3 separate regions of the Bicyclus anynana genome follow, and regions 1 and 2 are each linked to region 3. The links are chromatin contacts, called in public Hi-C maps. All regions are on one chromosome and are shown on one strand. Each heading gives the region's core, a stretch centred on a gene start, on an enhancer-like site or on the middle of the called end of the contact. The rest is flanking DNA. Distances are from core to core; before and after follow the strand shown. Region 1 holds the start of LOC112048641 (adenosine deaminase 2-like). Region 2 overlaps LOC112048640 (T-box transcription factor TBX3). Region 3 has its middle 16 kb from the start of LOC112048640.

What was found. A called contact is a pair of places that touch in the nucleus more often than the background predicts.
Region 1: a Hi-C map of whole body shows a contact between it and region 3, with 2.8 times the contacts expected there. The contact joins the promoter of LOC112048641 here to the enhancer-like site in region 3. A contact is called at or near these places in 2 of 2 Hi-C or Micro-C datasets (whole body and whole larva).
Region 2: a Hi-C map of whole larva shows a contact between it and region 3, with 4 times the contacts expected there. The contact joins two enhancer-like sites. A contact is called at or near these places in 2 of 2 Hi-C or Micro-C datasets (whole body and whole larva).

Annotation. Positions count from the first base shown.
Region 1 is chr8:14,286,087-14,288,786 of ilBicAnyn1.1, reverse strand. LOC112048641 (adenosine deaminase 2-like) reads right to left here and starts at 1,351. Exons shown (of 1, transcript XM_024086269.2): 1 at 1-1,351. The coding sequence starts at 1,306.
Region 2 is chr8:14,004,329-14,007,028 of ilBicAnyn1.1, reverse strand. All of the region lies in intron 5 of LOC112048640 (T-box transcription factor TBX3), which reads left to right. Among protein-coding and RNA genes, the nearest start is that of LOC112051554, 76 kb to the right of the region's middle. Within about 2 kb of position 1,303, at least 2 of the 8 cell types and tissues checked have open chromatin away from gene starts, as enhancers often do.
Region 3 is chr8:14,154,026-14,156,725 of ilBicAnyn1.1, reverse strand. No RefSeq gene overlaps it. Among protein-coding and RNA genes, the nearest start is that of LOC112048640, 16 kb to the right of the region's middle. Within about 2 kb of position 1,400, at least 8 of the 8 cell types and tissues checked have open chromatin away from gene starts, as enhancers often do.

The DNA.
Region 1 (2,700 bases), core at 102-2,601, 130 kb before region 3:
AAGCACCGGGATCGTCACTCGACAAAACAACCGGCATTCCGAGAGCCAAATACGTAGCCAGCGGATGATTACGTACGTCACAAACTAATGATAACACCACATTTGATACCACATTCACTTCTATCGCTATATCTCTGTTCCTCACTGCAGCCATAAGCGAAGGGTGTTTAATCAACGCGTATCCATGTCCTATCCTTTTGGACCCCAAAAGTATCGCGTCCACCAAATTCTCGTCCGATACAGTTCCAAACCAATTCGTTTCTCCACCGTGGAAATAAAAATTCAAATCTTCCATAGCATCCGACAGAACCGGGAGGAGATCTATTAACGGTTTTCCCAAATCCTCCTGGCCAACTAAATCGAAACCGGCAACCATTTCCGGTAGCTCCTGTTTAACTATCCGAGCTAAATTTATGGTGTTTCTGATTTGATCAATCCCTGCACTGCGTTGTTTTGTTACAATTAATTTGATGCCCACAAAATCTGGATAATCTTCTTTGAATTGTTTAGCTACTCTGTGATACAGTCGAGGCATATACACTTTGTCGTGTCGAGTGCCATTCAGTTCGTACAAAGCTTTCAATCCACTTCTCAGTTCGACATACATAACGTTGTCTTCGTAAAATTCTTTCAAAGCCTCGTACAAGAATTTCTCTGCTGCGGGCCGGTATTCTACCAAGCCTTTGATAACGTTCACCACTTTTTCAAACCTTTTCCACACGTAATTAATATCTCCCTCATAGTCTTTTTCTTTGTCAGAATACATTGTGAAGTGCGATTTTAGATTGTCATCGAACGCTTGAATGTTTTCGGTGTTGTTTCTCAATTCGCTGATCAGTTGCCATTTAAATGTACAAGGTTGTTGGGGGACGCGCTCGGAGAAGTGTAATTTTAAATCGCCGTCCGCGAAACATGCGTACAAATGGTCCAGGTACGTCAGTTCGAGCATTCGATCAGCGCTCAGTATTAACGAACTGTGGACATGAAGCGCGGCTCCTTTGGGCATTCTCCTGATGATTTGGTAAACTTTGGAATCGATGATATCATTTTTGTACGTGAAGTAGTGTCGCGAGAAATTGAAGTGATTTGGATTGTTGAAGGAGTCGTCGACTTCGTCGTGTTTGTAGCGCATCAGGATGTCGTTCGCTTTGTTTTCTTCGTCGGTAAGACGTATGTTACCTCCCACTTGCAGTTCGGACTCTTCTGCAAGTAGATTGGCTCTCTCCATTGCATAATCGGCCGCGCTCTTGGCCGTCACATCGTGTGCACTGAGCAGAAATAGTACACTCGCAATGATAACGGCCATGTTGTCGTATCAGCTTGATATCTCGGGTCACTGTGACACGGTCACCGTTTTGTGCGACTGAGCCGGCTGGGTGGATAGCGTTTATTTATATAGACCTTGAGTGTTAGCGACATTGGCGTTATTGTTTAATAACATCATAAAAACAAAAGCAAAATCATTTTCATATTAAATAAAAAAGTGAATACTATAGCTACCTTGGTAGGATTTTATTCGTCATCAACCCATATTCGGCTCACTGCTGAGCTCGAGTCTCCTCTCAGAATGAGAGGGATTAGGCCAATAGTCCACCACGCTGGCCCAATGCGGATTGGCAGACTTCACACACGCAGAGAATTAAGAAAATTCTCTGGTATGCAGGTTTCCTCACGATATTTTCCTTCACCGATTGAGACACGTGATATTTAATTTCTTAAAATGCACACAACTGAAAAGTCGGGGGTGCATGCCCCGGACCGGATTCGAACCCACACGCTCCGGAATCGGAGCTCGGCTAACACGGCTCTATCACGGATTTTATACTATAAACTTATTTATGTAGATTTTTATTAATTAGTAGGTAAATTTAAAAAAAGGTTTAATTTAATTGATACGACTTAAACCAGAAATATTGTAAAACTTACATTTGATTCTTTGGTTATTTCTAGATACAATTTAATTTTAAATTTTAAGTACAAAATTGTAAGTACCAACCTAGCACTAACAGACACCCGTGACTTCGTCCATGAATAGGTACATTTTTCCATTATTTATGTGAAATTTTCAGGATTCTTTGCGCCCGATAGATTGATAAAGTTGATAAGGTAGTAGATATAGGTACATCACCTTTTCAATCTATACTATAATTCATCATCATCATATCAGCCGATGGACGTCTACTGCAGGACATAGGCCTTTTGTAGAGACTTCCAAACATCACGATACTGAGCCACCTGCATCCAGCGAATCCCTGCGACTAGCTTGATGTCGTCAGTCCACCTGGTGGGGGGTCGGCCAACACTGCGCTTACTAGTGCGGGGTCGCCATTCCAGCACTTTGGGACCCCAACGTCCATCGGCTCTTCGAACTATGTGCCCCGCCCATTGCCACTTCAGCTTCGCAACTTGTTGAGCTACGTCGGTGACTTTGGTTCTCCTGCGGATCTCCCCATTTCTGATTCGATCACGCAGAGATACTCCTAACATAGCTCGTTCCATCGCCCGCTGTGTGACTCTGAGCCATCTTATGAGGCTCATAGTTAGCGACCAAGTCCCGGAACCAAAGGTCATCACAGGTCATACTATAATTATTAAGAGGTAAAGTTTGTGTAGGGGGTATAATCTCTGTATACTAAACCGATTTTGAAAATACTTTTATCACTAGGAAGCCACGTACGTGAGTGTCATAAACTATATTTT
Region 2 (2,700 bases), core at 54-2,553, 150 kb after region 3:
CAACACCATCAAGACAATAGACAAGACAGTCAAGTAGATAGGCATCTTATAAACAAGTACTTAATACAATTTTGAAAGCATCACTGCTTATCATCAGACATTAATGAAGAAGAATGAAAACAAGCAGATGAGGGGTAATCTTCACACAAGATTGACCTCGTGTTCAGAGGACCATCAAAGCGATACTTTCGTTGATACACCGCTCTGGGTCCGTCAACTTGATTCGAGAGAAATCTGTGAGTTCGAGACAGCCATAACTACCCTTCAGCTTGAAACACAGTGCTTCGTGGCAGAAATAGATGCTGAATATTATATAGAAGCAGTACTTGTCCAAAGAGAGACATCTAGAGAATAGTTAAATAAACATTATTATAGCCGCCAGTCGTATGACTGATTGTCAAGTTAGAGCTCAAAGAAAAGAAATATAAACAATTATAAAAACTGATAAAATGAGAATAATAAAAGAAGCTCTCATAAATAGCAATGTATGCAAACCATCCCACGTTTTTAAATTAAAATGCAAATAAAGCGATAGAAAATATCTGCAGCAAATTGCATGAACACTCAAATCTCCCTACTCCATAAGTAGTTATCGACTATCGACCCGAGATAGTATGAATAGGAAAGTACAGTCTAAGGGCAAGATTATCCGAGAATTGTCTTTACTCTAGTGCGCGACAGTACATACACATACTACACAGCTACATACGGCGCCGATTTGCAATCTGAGTTTCATTCGAACTGACTTTTTAATACTCGTAATTGGTAGTTCAATGATACCCCACTTAAGTAGACAGAAGTTTCATCTTTAAATTTGCGGTTAGTAATCAATTTATTTAATAAATTACTTACGATCGCCACAAATTATTTTCGTCATCAATTTCATTATTTTCATTTAATTTATGCTTATTTTGCTTGATTGATTGAATTTCCAAAATAAAGGTAGAAGTGTATTTTGGTTGTTGGACAGTTATAGATAATAACTATCTGACCACTATCCAATATATTTAGTTTCATTAGTTTTATTGAAAAAAGTAATTTTTTATGGCTATAGCGTAAGTAGTCTATTATAATCCAAGTCATTTAGTCTTAAATAGAGCACTGAAAACTGTAGCATGAAACTGTCTTGAACACATGAAACTTTACTTTAATAACATGAATTGTAAAAAAATATTTCAGAAATGGATAGTGTGTTAGGTTGGAACTCGAGTTGGAGTTGCAAGTTGGTCCGTGTGTAGAGGCTGTACAGCGGGCATCGGCACCTGTGTCGGCGTACATGAAAGCGGCATCTCTTTGTGGGCAGGCGCTGCCGGCAAATATTTATTTTAATTTAGTGCCCGCCCGATCACTCGTTAATCGCTAATGGATTTGCTCCCGCGTCCGCGCACCTCGGCCAACGTGGAACGATTGTTTAAATTTAGAATTCGCTTTCGATTAAAAACTTGATTGTCAACAATGTTTTTTTCATACGATTATGGCAATGCCAAAGGATTATGATCTAATGATACGGGCAGAACGAGTATTTTTTTCTCGGAGCTTTCAGAATGAGGCGCCTTGTTCTGTTACTGCTGTAATTATAATTTTAATTCGATCTTACTGTAGCTTCATCATCGCTTTATGTAATACCTTAGATAAATCAAGTAAGATGCTGCTAATGTTGTAATCTTCCGTTATAGAAATAACAAAAACAAATCCTGTTATGTTAATGTTATTTTTTTCAAATTATTCTGATACTTTTCTAACGGCTTTTATTCTTTTCGTGGTGATTAGCTCAGATTTTTTTAAAATCATTTTTATAACTATATCTACGAGTACGTACCTTGTTTAAATTTAGAATCGATTAAAGAACTTGATTTTAAATAACCTGTTTTTCTCTTTTAACCAATTGGCTATGGTTTTCAAAACGCAGATTATTAAGATACTGCACAGATAACTTAAAAAAAGGTTGATTGAATTTATCAAATTCTTAACGGCGATTACTACGAATGATTGATTGACTGTAATATTGTACTGGTAGTTTTAGGTAGAATGAATTAATGTTGATGCAATTTTATTTTATCAATGAATCTATTTATGAATCAAAAGCGTTTTATCAAAACTGACAGACGTTCTTATTATTATTATCATAGCTTAATTTTTCACTTAACTGTTGTACAATAAATAATGTTATCTTTAATAACAAATTATTTCTTTTCTGTTATTTTATTATATGGCCCCCATGGGTAAAAGCCTACTCCATCCTTTTCCATATTTGTCCATATGCATCTAGTTTCTGCCTGCTGTTTTTTATTATATCATCGACCTATCTCTTCTTCTGTCTTCTTACATTTATTTTGCCATTTAGTTTTGTGGTAAGTCCATCTCTTTCTTTATATCTTGACATGAACTGACAGACGTAAGTAGGTGTATGGTGAATGTTAATTTTGTGTACTTTTTTATTACATATCTAGTTTATTGTTATTGATGGTGTAAATGGTTGAGAGAGTAGGTATTCAATTGTCTGTCTATATATTACTTTTCGAGCCAGTACCTACCTTTTCAAGAATTTTATTTTGAAAATATATTTGAGCTTTCTCTTGTAACAAACATTTTGAAGGAGTTATTAAGGGCATATTTCTCCCTTCATATTTTTGCCTAATGCTATTTTGCTACAAGGACCATCTATTTGCAATTAGTAAAAGGTATTTTGTCATTCAAATA
Region 3 (2,700 bases), core at 151-2,650:
ATTAAATACGTAGGCACTTAACTTATTACCTACTTAACATTCACATTAAATAAATGATTAGATTACGTAGCTGGAAAAATTTAAAGAAAAAATTCAGTGAGCAAAAATAACAATGTCTTGACACAGCGTTAGCACGAATGACGCTAATAATTTAGGTCTCCGATCAAGATTGCATTTAATTTCATTTGTACACGATTTCTACGTACCTAGGTACTTAAGTACATGACTACTAGCTATAGGTTTAGGTACCTAACTAACAATATGTAGGTATATTTAGGTAAGTTGAACTTTAGTAACATTACTTACCTACATTTTATAATTTTCCCTGAAAGAATCACAGAACGCCTTACCTTATCAGCTGATAGACGTCCACTTCTGGACATAGGCCTCTTGCATGGACCTCCAAGCACAACGATCTCGAGCCGCCAGCATCAACTCAGAACGCCTATACTATGACCTAATCAGAGTTCAATTTGGACTTTTGTTGTCGATTGCAAACTCTTTAGCTAGGTAGGTAGGTACCTAACTATATGTACATAGGTATCTATATGTAGGTACCTGCGCAGTGTTGGTCAACCCATTACTAGGTGGACCGAGGACATCAAAGGGGTTGCAGGGAGCCGCTGGATGCTGGCGGCTCGAGATCGTTTTGTTTGGAAGTCCATGCGAGAGGCCTATGTCCAGCAGTGGACGTCTATCGGCTGTTAATGATGACGTTGATGATGTGTAGGTACATAGATACTAGGTACTTACCTGAGTAGGTAAGTAGGTAGGTATAGACGTAGCTTGTAAGTATAGGTACGAGTAGCTACATTCCCTTCTATTAAGGTGCGAGGAATAAAAAGATCTAAAAAAATTCAGCCACTAAGGGTATGAAACGAATCCAAAGGCGAAGTCACAGGCATTCCCTAGATAAGGTAAGGCAAACAAATTGTATTATTTACATAGTTTTAGGAATTCTTTCTTTCTCATTTCATCTACTTTTTTGCAGTAGATTCAGATGAATAGCAGATGTTAGGTAGATACTTACTATAGTCTACTAAACGCATTAGCATTACCTACCTAACGCCTGTTTCTATTCAACAAAGAATATCTTTAAAAAAAAAATAAACACGCAGCTACCGACAGGATCAAATCAATCGTAACTCCCAAAATCCTATCCCCATGGACCCGTCCCATACATTCAAAAATGTATTCAGCTATCAAACGCAATAAAATAAAATAATCCGCGATATTAACGATAACAATACTGAATACGTGCGTTGCGACGCAGCAATGATCTATAGATCATTTCGCTCGATCGCTATTAGTTTGGATCGAGAACGCCCCACCCACTTTGAAGCCCACTGAACATTAATTGGATGCGAAAATCGATCACGGACCGCCCATAAAGCAGTCATCTCTTTCTGATGTAAGTAAATGCACTTGTGTTTCTATCTCTTTTTCACAGCGGCGGCGAAAGCTTTTTTTTTTCGTTTTGTGCGCGAGCGCATCGAAGTCACAATGCTTGCGCGATCTTCAGAGAAAAATATGTTATTTTATTTTTACTTGTCCACAGCCGTCCTGTGCAATATTTGTATCGGAGGGCTTGTTTTGTTTTTTTTTGTTCACTCGAAGTTTTAGACGTCTAATTTGAAAGTAAGGCGGCGGCGACTTTGAAGCGTTGCTGACTTTTTAGTAGCATTTTTTTCTTAACTCTTTATTAAATTTGTTTTTTTTTTGGCGACGTTGATAACGGTAACAATTTTGTACTTGAGTTTTTTTTTATTATCTACCTGTCAATATCATCATATTCAATAAATTCAAATTCAATATTCGTTTATTTTAATTTAAACTTTGTTTACAAGCATTTTTGAAATATCAAGTTATGACATGATTTAATATTTCAAAAGTGCTTGTTAACAGACCCTTATAAAAATAAACAAATTTTGAATTGTGATAATTAAATCGAAAACTTAAAATATAAGTTACGAGGGTTTCAAACCAAAGGGGTTTGAAACCCTCGTAACTTATATTTTAAGTTTTCCAAAAAATAATAGGGATAATGTCTACAATTACAGTCACATAAATGACCTACAAGTCTTCTGTATCTTCTGTATCTTAAGGCTTTCAAACAAACAAACTAGGTATATCTTTGGTAATATGTAAGTAATTAAAAATTTACACAATTCAACTTCATTTACAAGCTTTTGAATGATGTGACGTGAATTTGTGCCTGCAATTCACAAATATCTGAAGCAATGGTGATATTAAGGTTTTTTAAATCATTAAAATAAAACTAAAGATAGTAGAAATTATGTTCTACTCGTATAGATGCACTTAATCTTGCAGAAATTCATTAACTCATAAAACGTAATAGCTACAGTGTTTTCGAGTGAAAAAACACGGTTATTTTGAACTCACAGACAGACAATTTTATTTATATGTATTGATTATGATTATGAGTTTCTTGTGTGGGCTATACCTACCTATCGCTTACAACTTACAAAATCCAGTCAATTGATAATGGTAAGCAATGCTGGAGTAAGGTAACTTGATGGCCTAAGCAATTTTCCTCTAGGTACCTCCTTATCTTGAAGTGCACTACAAAGAATTATTTTAAAAAATGTTAATAGGTGCCTACCGTTAGTAGGTCCAATTTCGAGAAAGAGGTGAATCGCCGAATCCAACTCGGCTGGGCTGCATTCGGAAAACTTCGTG